Regions from separate parts of the Sus scrofa genome. Here all the other regions are linked to region 1. Evidence: chromatin contacts called from public Hi-C and HiChIP or PLAC-seq data. All regions are on one chromosome and are shown on one strand. The core of a region is the stretch at or near the end of the contact, and the rest is flanking DNA. Distances in the headings are between cores, read along the strand shown. Region 1 holds the start of ATF7 (cyclic AMP-dependent transcription factor ATF-7). Region 2 holds the start of CALCOCO1 (calcium-binding and coiled-coil domain-containing protein 1). Region 3 overlaps ATF7 (cyclic AMP-dependent transcription factor ATF-7).

Evidence for each region. Hi-C and Micro-C count contacts between places; a contact is called where the count stands out from the background. HiChIP or PLAC-seq counts read pairs in DNA pulled down with a chosen protein or histone mark.
Region 2: a contact with region 1 is called in a Hi-C map of liver, with 6 times the contacts expected there. The contact joins the promoter of CALCOCO1 here to the promoter of ATF7 in region 1. A contact is called at or near these places in 3 of 47 Hi-C or Micro-C datasets (heart right ventricle, liver and skeletal muscle).
Region 3: an H3K27ac HiChIP or PLAC-seq map of alveolar macrophages shows a contact between it and region 1. The contact joins the enhancer-like site here to the promoter of ATF7 in region 1. A contact is called at or near these places in 6 of 47 Hi-C or Micro-C datasets (embryonic fibroblasts, epiblast stem cells, fibroblasts and 3 more) and 2 of 2 datasets of contacts at active chromatin or transcription factors (alveolar macrophages and skeletal muscle).

What each region holds. Positions count from the first base shown.
Region 1 is chr5:18,837,068-18,840,698 of Sscrofa11.1, forward strand. ATF7 (cyclic AMP-dependent transcription factor ATF-7) reads right to left here and starts at 1,603. Exons shown (of 11, transcript XM_013987080.2): 1 at 1,377-1,603.
Region 2 is chr5:18,928,467-18,932,097 of Sscrofa11.1, forward strand. It overlaps CALCOCO1 (calcium-binding and coiled-coil domain-containing protein 1), which reads right to left and starts at 1,936. Exons shown (of 15, transcript XM_005652574.3): 1 at 1,795-1,936. LOC106507255 (a long non-coding RNA gene) reads left to right here and starts at 2,142. Exons shown (of 4, transcript XR_002343963.1): 1 at 2,142-2,224.
Region 3 is chr5:18,771,590-18,775,220 of Sscrofa11.1, forward strand. All of the region lies in intron 2 of ATF7 (cyclic AMP-dependent transcription factor ATF-7), which reads right to left. Among named protein-coding and RNA genes, the nearest start is that of NPFF, 49 kb to the left of the region's middle. Within about 2 kb of position 1,627, at least 1 of the 83 cell types and tissues checked has an H3K27ac peak or open chromatin away from gene starts, as enhancers often do. A contact at or near this core is called in alveolar macrophages, where this site is marked.

The DNA.
Region 1 (3,631 bases), core at 353-2,852:
TTTGACAAAACAAATTTCAATTTAGGATATTTTGTTGTGCTTAGAATACCTATAAAGACCGATGTCTCTACAAGAATAACTTGCATTACTGCAAAGTTTTTAAACACAGGGCTCAAGCGAGCTTTCAGAGAAAGCTCTGCATACCCCCACAAACCTACACTTACTATGACACAACCCTCAGAGATATTAAAACACCCTCTGTTAAGGAGAAAACAAACTTTTAAAGTTAGTAAAGCAGCAACGCGGGAATCTGGGTAGGAGGTGCCCTGGGTAGTAAACACCCCAGTCGGAGAACATAACAAGCAATTGAGAGCAACATATAACTCCCTATGGGGCTCCAACTTGGCTGCTTAAGTCTCAAGCCCCCATCCCTGAGTTGAAGAGATGAAGTGCGGGAAGAGGAAGAGGGGGAGAAAGGAAATCAGAGTAGAAGTGATGAAAGTGCTCTATTTTTCTCCTTCTCTACCCCTATCCCACCTCTCTTGCAGGCTGGTCACGAGACTGGGTGCAATATCCACCAAAAGTCCTACATCTATTTCCCAGGCTTCTTCTGATACCTAGGCTAAACGCTTGTATATATCAGCCGTCTCCTAACCAAACACCTCCCTTACTTCTCTGGATTCCCCCATACCCTCTCTAAAGTGATGCCTTTTGGCCATTAACACACCACTATTAAGTCTTCCCAAACTCACTCACTTAATTTTCTCCATATCCACTTTTTTCCTGCTATCATGTCCCTAATACTCTTTTTTATAATTCAGTCGAAATGCCGTGCTCTCACTTCCAATGATTTACCTCTATCTTTCCAGCCAAACCAAGTACCATGTTTTCACCTACTCATCCCTACCTCCTGCCTATTACCCTTGCCGCTTCCAATGCCAAGCCTCTAACCCCACTCTTGGAAGAAACCCTGGGTCTTCAACCAATTTAGTACCCCACCCCTTCCTCCCATTCCACCCCATTCCAGCCTCCACTAGACTTCCATTCCCTCAGGATTCAACTCCCCTCTCATTGCCACGCCCTGCGCCCCCCGGGGCTACTTACCCCAAGTTCTCCCCACACTTCAGGCCTCTGGCCCCGCCTTCCCCCCCCAAAGGAAGGAGGCGGGAGGAAAGAGAGAAGGGGGCGGCACTCCGCAAGGTAAAGACGATCTCCTATTAGTGCTCATCGCCGCCAATCGTAGCCTCCTTCTCTTTTATTGGTCGGCCTTAGCCCACGCCCCACCCTCTTCCTCAGACAGGGCCCGGCCACCGCCTCAGCGCCCCCGTCCAACACACACTGGGAGGGGAGATCCCGGCCTGGGACACTGGGACAGGCCAGAGTTGAGGGGGAGAGTCCCGTCAGCTCATGGACTAGTTAATGTTAACAGGACTTACCCGTTGGTAGCTCCGTCGCCTCCTGCCCGCCTGCGCTTCGTCTCACAATCTACCTCCAGCTCCTTCTTCCCCCCCCTCAGCGGAGCAGATACTTTCCTCTCGTCCGGCCAGGCGCGCGCACTTCTCGCGAGATGTTGAGAGGGGGTTGGAGGAAGGGCGAGATTTGTTGGGCCTGAATTGGAAAGCGGCCGAGGGACTGGCCTCCGAAAAAAGAAGGGGCTGGACTTTGAGTGGGCAGGGCTAGGTAGGGAGGCTGAACAAGTTCTCTAGGCGGTGGTTACACGTGTTCGGCTGCCTAGTGTAAGGGAGAAAAGAAAAAGAAGGAAAGGGAATCCTTACAGGTGCCTGTAGTACTGGAGATTCAAAGGTTCTCATTCTACAGAATGAGATCATCTTAAAGGAGCGCACTTTAAAAACGAGAGGAGATTATACCTCAATAAAGCTGTTAAAAAAGGGGAAAAACTGAGACAGCTATACAAGATTCCAAACAGTTGAGTAGTTGCATTTTCTTCTTTGCACTTAGAGTAGCATAACTGTGGCCATAATCTGCTCTGTGTGTGACTGTTTATGGCAGTGGAGAACTTCTACCAAAAGTTCAACCACAGGAATTGGAGACTTTTTACAAAATGCAGGCCTTCAGAATTATCACTTCCTTGAAGAATTGAACTATGAGAAGGAGACAGCCTTCGGAAGATTTTGGGTGAAACATCAAATGCAAAGACCATTTAAAAATTTCTCATATGGTTACTAAGGTGGTAAATTTTGTTATGTGGTATTTACAACTAAAAAAAAAACCTTGATTTTTTAGTTTTATTTTTTTAAGGCTGCACCTGCAGCCTGTGGAGATTCCCAGGCTTGGGGTCTAATCAGAGCTACAGCTGCCAGCCACCACCACAGCCATAGCAACTCAGGATCCGAGCTGCGTCTGCGACCTACCTACCACAACTCATGGCTACACTGGATCCCAGACCAGTTGAGGCTGGAGATTGAACCTGCATCCTCAAGGATACTAGTCGGACTCATTTCTGCTTTGCCACAATGGGAACTCCAAGAAAAACTTTTTTTTTTTTGTCTTTTTCTAGGGCTGCACGTGCGGCTTATGAAGGTTCCCAGGCTAGGGGTCTAATCAGAGCTGTAGCCGCCTGCCTACGCCAGAGCCACGTCTGCAACCTACACCACAGCTCATAGCAACACCGGATCCTTAACCCAATGAGCAAGGTCAGGGATGGAACCCACAACCTCATGGTTCCTAGTCAGATTCATTAACCACTAAGCCACGATGGGAACTCCCCGAGAAATACTTTAAAAACATTATTGTAATTATAAGGATGGTTGACTCAAAATGTTACCTCTGGAATCTCTCTCAGGAAGCTTCCTTTTGCAGTTTTATATCAGCTTTCTAAACTTCCTGCCTAGGATCTCATCTGTCTTCACAGCCTCTGAAAGGTAGAAAGAATCCAGGTGATTTCTCCCTAGGTAACAAAAGTGAAAGAGCAGCGTACAATCACCTATGTTCTTGCGAAGTGAATTGAGAAAAGCTGAGAGGGGTCCTGGTTGCCAATCTACTCTCTCCTAAAACAATTTCTACTTAAAAGAATACAATGATAGGAGTTCCCGCTGTGGCGCAAAGGGATTGGCGGTGTTTTAGTAGAGCTTGGGATACTAAGCTGTGGCTTAGGTCATGACTGCAGCTGTGATCTGACCCCTGGCCTGGGATCTCCGTAAGCCATGGGGCAGCCAAAAAGAAAAAAACAAAAAAAAAAATACAATGATAGCAGCAGACCCTCAGTATGTATGGGAGATTTCTATATAACAGCAGTGGCATTACAAATCAGGGAGAAAGAAATTCTACAAATTGTGCTAGTCCAATTGACTATTATTCTATACATACAAAATAATAAATATAATAGCTAAATTTATTGATTTTAGTATGTTCCATGCACTATTCTGTTTTACATGTACTAATTCATTTTTCCTCAAATTTATATCTCCAATCTGTATCTCTCCCCTGAAATGAAGACTAATATCTCCAGCTGCCTGCATAATAGATCCATTTGATGTCTAATCGGTATTTCAAACTTATAATATCCAAAGCAAACTTCCCTTTTCTCCCACCTGTGCCCCTTCCCTAATCTTCCCTTAGTAAAAGTTATCTAAATTGTTCCAGTTGTATTTTTTTATTGTGATATAATTCACATACCATAAAAATCTGTCTTTTTTTTTTTTTTTTTTAGGGCCACACCCAGGGCATATGG
Region 2 (3,631 bases), core at 686-3,185, 92 kb after region 1:
TGCTTCAGCCTCATCTTTTCGTCCCATTTCCCACCCACCCATCTTCTGACACTTGAATTCAAACTCCAAATGAGGTGCAGCGCCCCGGCATCCTGAATGGGTCTCCTTGCCCACTCAAGCTCTACCCGGGAATGATTTATGACACCTGAACTTATCCCTGAAAGGAATGAGTGAGTCTTCAGAGCTGGAATAAGGCTGGGGGAACGAATAGCCCAGTTCCCAAGCCCCTGACCTCTCATTTTTCTGTCTCTCAGTCATCTACCATGGATTAAAAAAAAAAAAAAAAAAAAAGCTTGCACTCTCATCCAAGAGACAAAGCAAAAAGGAGGATATAAGGAAAGACAGGTTTTCAATCATTACTCCAGGAAGTCAAGAATGCTGGAGGCGGCTGCTTCAAGGGTGGAGTGAAACACTCAGCAGGAACGTGGTGCTGTGGGGAGATGGAATGTGGGGGCCTGGAGCCAGGAAAGCCCCACCCCTGGGGCAGGGACAGACTGAAGTAAGGGGCCTTGGGATGGGGAAAGGTACACATGATGTTGAGAGAAGGAAAGAGAGTTCCAAAAGAACCTCACATTCTTCTCTTCAGGTCTTGCCAGGAGCAGGGTTAGAAATCTACTGGTCTGACTCTATGTGAACCCAGCTCTCGTATTTCCCTACCCATTTTCTCTCTGCTCCCCTAAGCCTTAATTCCAAGTGCCTTAATCCTTCCAGCTGCTCAGATTGGTAGTTGGAGGCATGCTATAGGAGGGATTGAGAGGAAGAGATGTTCCAAGCTAGGTGGGGAAAATTCACTGGAAAGAATGGGGGTGGGACGAAGAAGGATAACAATCAAGAGAATCCTCAGGCCAGGCCTGTGAGATGGCCCTTGTCATTTCTCCTCTCTAGCTCACTAATCTTCCTCCTGTGTCAGCCACAGGCACTAGTCATATGCACGCCCCCAAACACCACAAACCCACACTGAGGCTGAAGTCAGGTGGGTAGAGACTTTAAAAGAAGACAAAAACGCCTTAGAGAAGGCAAGATGGGCCAGCTCTACAGAAAGAAGCTACTTCTTCCTCCAAAATAGAGACTGAATTGAGGACAAGAGGTTTCTCTGAATTTTTATCTCTGAAAAATCCTTACTTAAAACCAGCCCATGTTTTTTCTAAATACAATTCTTCTGGCTTTCCAGGAGGGGGTGAATTGTCCTCAAAGATCTAAGCCGGGGGAACCCCATATACTCCCTACAAAAAAAATTCCTAACAGCTGGAAATATCCCCAGGCCTGAAAGAGAGCACTGGGCACCTGAAGTGTGTATGTGTAGCCTGATTCGGTTGTTTGCTTTGCGGGGGGGGGGGGTGTCTCATCCCCCCACGCTGTAGGGCTTCAGAGTTCTTTTAACATTCTACACCTTGTAATGTTTTCCTTCAGGAATTCAGTGGCATAAAGGCCTTTAGATTGAGGTGGGGCGGAGGGTGGCTGGGGGAGAGGGGAACGGGAAGGTTTGTGAGGCCAAGTCTTGCCTGGCTGAGAATAAGCAGACTTCGGCCTCCCTCAACTCCCTTAAGCGTTTCAAGCTTTATAAAGAAGGACTGAGATGGAGGCGAGAACAGTGACTGGGTATCCCCTTGATCACGGCCCCCCTGAGACCAAGAACTCTCAAAACTGTGGGGGTGGTTTCTCCAGTACGGAAAGTGTTAACACCCAAACGCTCCTCCACCCGCCTTTACCGGTTCCCTTAGATGATCCTTTCACAGGCTTGAAAGTGGGGTGGCCCCCCATAAAACCGCCCCCAAATTAGGCCAAGTTTCTTACCCCACAGACGGATCAGCTGTTCCCTCACCTTTCACCAACAACAAAAACAGCACTCCGACTCCAGGAGGGGAGGGAGAAGGGTGGACGCGAGGGCTTCTGGGGTTTGTGGTTCCTCCGAGCCTTTTTGCCGGCGAGCCAGTGCGGATCTAGGACTACATAACCCAGGAGTCTGTGCGCAAGGAGGGCGGAGTAGAGGGCGGCCGCGGGGGAGGCCTCACAGCAGCATCCTGGGAGGCGTAGTTCTCACTTCCGTGACCGTGAACGAGGGTGTGGCCAGCAAAGAACTTCACAGCCCATGATGCCTTAGGAGGGGGGCAGGCTACGTTAGTGGCGACTGCCGGTTGGTACCGTGCGTGGTTGGGGGTGGGGAGGAGTTACGGCTCGAAAGCTGTCTTTAAAATACATTATAGAGTGGGCCGAACGAGTTCAGGTACACACTTTCGCTTACTTTTAACGACAACTTGTGAGGTAGGCGGTTTTGTTATCCACGCCTTTCAGATGGAGACACTAAAGCCCAGAAAGGTTACGGAACCGATCTAAAGTATCAAAGCTATGAGAGGGTAGGATTGCACGACTCCCAGTGCTCTTGCCACTACATCACAACTACCTACCGTCTAGGGGATAGGAAACTGTGGTAGCAGTTTCTTCATTGCTTCATCCTCAGGGGCAGCCCTGCAAAAACTATGTGTTCTGCACCACTGAGGATTTTTTTTTTCTAACTCGAGGGCTTCAGTTCCAGACGCCTGCCAACACTGGACTGGGCTCCCCTCAGCGTCCTCTAGGTCCAGAAGGAGGACCCATTGTCCGAGGTGTTGTTGGTTGGGAGGGCAGAGGTGAAGTGAGGAGAACCACGTTGAAAAGGGAACATGGCATAATGCAGGACAGTTCAGAAACAAGCCACTTACCCGGCTGGTTTGCCCAAGCCTTTTAACTGGCTTAAATTCATTAAGATAATAATACATGTTGTTGCTCCTGTTTTTTGTTTAGAAGAGGTGAAAGATTCACATTCCTCCCACGCACCCTCAAGTCACGAGTCCATTAAAGACCTGGGCATCCTGCACGGGGTCTGAGGCATTCAAAAAATGATCTCTCTCAGTCTCTGTATTAAGGAATTACAGTCTAAGGATTGATTTGCTCTTCTGCTTTAATTTTCTGCTGCATTAAGTTATGGTGCCTCTGCCTTTTCCAAGTTTTGGGGTAGTATTTTGCTTTTATGACAATAGTGTGTCTGGTGCCTGCCCTTGGGTGCCTTTCATATTGAAGATCTCCAAGCACTTAGCAATAAATCATCAGGCTTCACAAACATTAAGGTGACATGTCAGCGTCACTAGTCAGGATTTATGAGTTAGGACAAGCTGCTGGTTGCAGAGATGGCTCAAGGTCCTGGGGTGGGTTAAGAGTGAGGCCTGTTCAGGTGCCCAAGTCTCAGTTGTTCTTGGTTTTTGTCTTCCACCTGGCATAAAGGCTTATAGGAAAACTCAGTCTCAGCTGGAGCTCAAAATAGTAACTTTTGTTTATTGGGTGTTTACAATGTGTTTAAACTATGTTAAGGACTTTTCCATATAATACAATACCCTTATATAGTAGGCCCTTTTATTATTCCCACTTTACATAAGATGAAGATTGAGGCACAGACTATTAAGTGACTTACCTGGGGTCATAGACTTACCACCACTACCTAGCAAGTGGTAGAATCAGGATTGAAGCACAAATGGTCAGAATACCATATTAACCACCCCAGAAACTCCTGGGTGGCATACTAACTCCCTTTGTTCTAAGGAACAGTGCTCTTACCAGGAGATAAGTGTTCACTGAGCATTTATGTGCAAGGAGCAAG
Region 3 (3,631 bases), core at 377-2,876, 65 kb before region 1:
AATAATACAGATTCCCTTTAATACAGAAAGGCACTTAGGACACTTCAAGTACACTGGAATTATACCGCTTTCACATGAAAGGACATTGATGCCTTGTGGCAAATTTATTTTCTTCAGGTATCTGATTCCATCGCTGAACTTTATTTTATTACCAACTAAAATGTTCTGTGCAAAAAAATGGCAATTCATCAATAGCAACCTTTTCCTTCTTCATGCCCCAAACCACTGGTGGTAATTTTAACCACATCTTTTTAAGCATTTCCTTTTCGGATCCCAATGACTTGAATTTTATTGGGCAGAGTATCAGCATCTCACAGGTATCAAGCAGTGTCAAGAACTGGATTCCTCCTTTTACAAAGTTTACCCTGGAGTATCCGACAAGAGGAAAAGGTATATTACAATCAAATCAACAAGCCAGGTGAGGGTTGGGGAGTGGAAAAAGAATGTTAAAATCCATAATCAACAATGAATTGCTAGATCTTCATTGTTAGGATCTGAGATTAACATTAATGCATTATTCCACAACAGACAGACCAATGATGCAACCATTCCTCTAAGCAGCGGAAGTTTTAAATGCACAGCCACACCTGATCACTCATTTTTATTTTCGCTCCTGTTCCCTCCTCCTGTTTATGACAAATGTGAAAAATCATGAGCCCCAAGGGTGTGTCTTGTGCCAAATAAGCTGCAGGTGCCTAATAAATCACAGCAAAAAGGTAATGAGCTCCAAAGGTCACATAGGTCAACTCCAACCAGTGTTGGGCAGTGCAGGAAAGAGAGGCAGATACAATTTCTTATCAGTATGGGGAAAGATTAGGTGTTTTATTTTTATATCTTGGCCTAATGGGATTGAGAAATATAATCTTATTTGAGGTTTAACTGTACTTAGAAGGTCCTGGGCATCTCAATTTCTATGGATTCCCTAGTATATCACAGTAAAGCAGTAAGTATAAATGTTGAGGGTTTCTTTTTTTCTTTTTCTTTTTTTTTTGGTCTTTTAGGGTCACACCCTCAGCATATGGAGGTTTCCAGGCTAGGGGTCAAATTGGAGGTGTAGCTGCTGACCTATGCCACAGCCATAGTAATGCGGGATCTGAGACGTGTCTGCGATCTACACCACAGCTCACAGCAACACCAGATCCTCAACCCATTGAACAAGGCCAGGGATAGAACCCTCATCCTCACAGATACTACTCGGATTCATTTCCACTGAGCCATGACGGAATACCCAGTAAGTATAAACCTTTTCTCCTTCTCTCACTCTCTTTATTTTTATTTATTTATCTATTTATTTATTTTATTTTAGGGCTGCGCCCGAGGCATATGGAGGTTCCCAGGCTAGGGGTCGAATTGGAGCTGTAGCTGCTGGCCTATGCCACAGCCACAGCAATGCAGGATCCTTAACCCACTGAGTGAGGCCAGGGATCAAACCTACAACCTCATAGTTCCTAGTCAGTTTCGTTTCTGCTGCACCATGACGGGAACTCCTCTTTATTTTTTGATAGTGGTAAAATACACATAAAATTTATCACTGAAACCATTTTAAGTGTACAGTTTAGTGATATTAAATACATTCATATTGTGCAACCATCACTACCATCCCTGCTCATAACTCTCTGTATCCTGCAGAACTGAAACTCCATAGTCATTAAACAATAACTTCCCACTCTCCCTCCAACTCCTGGCAACCACCACTATACTTTCTGTCTTTATGATTCTGCCTATTCTAAGGGCCTCATTTGAATGAAAGCATACAGTATTTGTCTTTTTGAGACTTACTTCACTCAGCATATCTTCAAGGTTCCTTTATGTTGCAGAATATTGCAGAATTTCCTTCCTTTTTATTATGGCTACATGACAGCCCATTGTATGTATATATCACATTTTGTTTGTCCATTTATCAGCAGATGGACATTTGGGTTGCTTCCATGTTTTGGCTATTGTGAACAATACTGCTATGAATATGGCTGTACAAATAACTCTGCTTTCAATTCTTTGGGGGCATATACTCAGAAATGGAATTGCTGGATCATATAGTAATTCTGGGTTTTTTTTTTTGGCCATGCCTACAGTATGTGGAAGTTCCCAGGCTAGGGATCAAACCCGAGCCACAGCAGTAACAATGCTGAATCCTTAATCTCTAGGCTACCAGGGAACTCCAGGAATTCTATTTTTAATTTTTTGAGGAACTGTCATGCTGTTGTCCTCATTGGCTATACCATTTTAATATTGCCACCAGAAATGCACAAAGGTTCCAATTTCTCCATATCCTCACCAACACTCATTATTATCATCATTTGTCTTTTTTAGGGCCACACTCATGGCATGTGGAGGTTCCCAGGCTAGGGGTCAAATCCGAGCTGTAGCTGCTGCCCTACGCCATAGCCAGAGCAAGGTAGGATACAAGCCGTGTCTGCGACCTATACCATAAATCCCAGCAACGCTGGATTCTTAACCCACTGAGCAAGGCCAGAGATCAAACCCATGGTCCTCATGGATACTAGTCCAGTTCATTAACTGCTGAGCCACGAGGGAACTCCTATTTTTAAAAAATTTATTATGATTTTTTTTAATATGGAAAGCTTCATGAAATTGCATGTTATCTTTGTAAAGGGGCCATGCTAATCTTCTCTGTATCTTTCCAATTTTATATATATGCTGCTGCAGCAAGCATTGATTTTTTTGTTTTTTTTTGCATTTTAGGGCTGCACCCATGGCATATGGAAGTTCCCAGGCTAGGGGTCGAATCAGAGTTATAGCTGCTGGCCTACGCCACAATGACAGCAACACCAGATCTGAGCTGCGTCTGTGACCTACACCGCAGCTCATGACAACACCGGATCCTTAACCCACTGAGCAAGGCCAGGGATGGAACCTGTGTCCTCATGGATGCTAGTCAGATTCATTAACCACTAAGCCACTAAGGGAACTCTGATTTTTTTTTCTTTAAAAAGTAGCCATTCTAATGGGTCTGAAGTAGTGTCTCACTGCAGTTTTGATTTCCATTTCTCTATTGATTAGAGATATTGAGCATCTTTTCATGTGCTTGGTTGGCTATCTGTACATCTTTTTTTTTTTTTTTGGAAAAATGTGTGTTTTCACTTTTTTTTTTTCCTGCTTTTTAGGGCTGTACCTGCAGCAATATGGAAGTTTCCGCACTAGGGGTCGAATTGGAATTACAGCTGCCAGTCTAGGCCAAAGCTACAGCCACCAACCAGAGCCACAGCCATAGCAATGCCAGATCCAAGCTGCGTCTGTGACCTACATCACAGTTCACAGCAATGCCAGATCCTTAACCCACTGAACAAGACCAGGGATTGAACCTGCATCCTCATGGATACTAGTCGGATTTGTTTTCGCTGTGCCACAAAGGGAACTTCTAATTTAGTTAAGTCCTTGATCCATTTTGGGTTAATTTTTGTATGTGGTGAAGAGTCCAACTTCATTCTTTTGTAAGTGAAAATCCACTTTTCGCAGCATCATTTGTTGAAAAGACTATCCCTTTCCCCACTTAATGGTTTTGGCATCCTTGTCAAAAATCACTTGACTATAGGAGTTCCCATCATGGTTCAGTGGTTAGCAAACCCAACTAGCATCCATGAGAATGTGGGTTCAATCCTCAGCCTCGCTC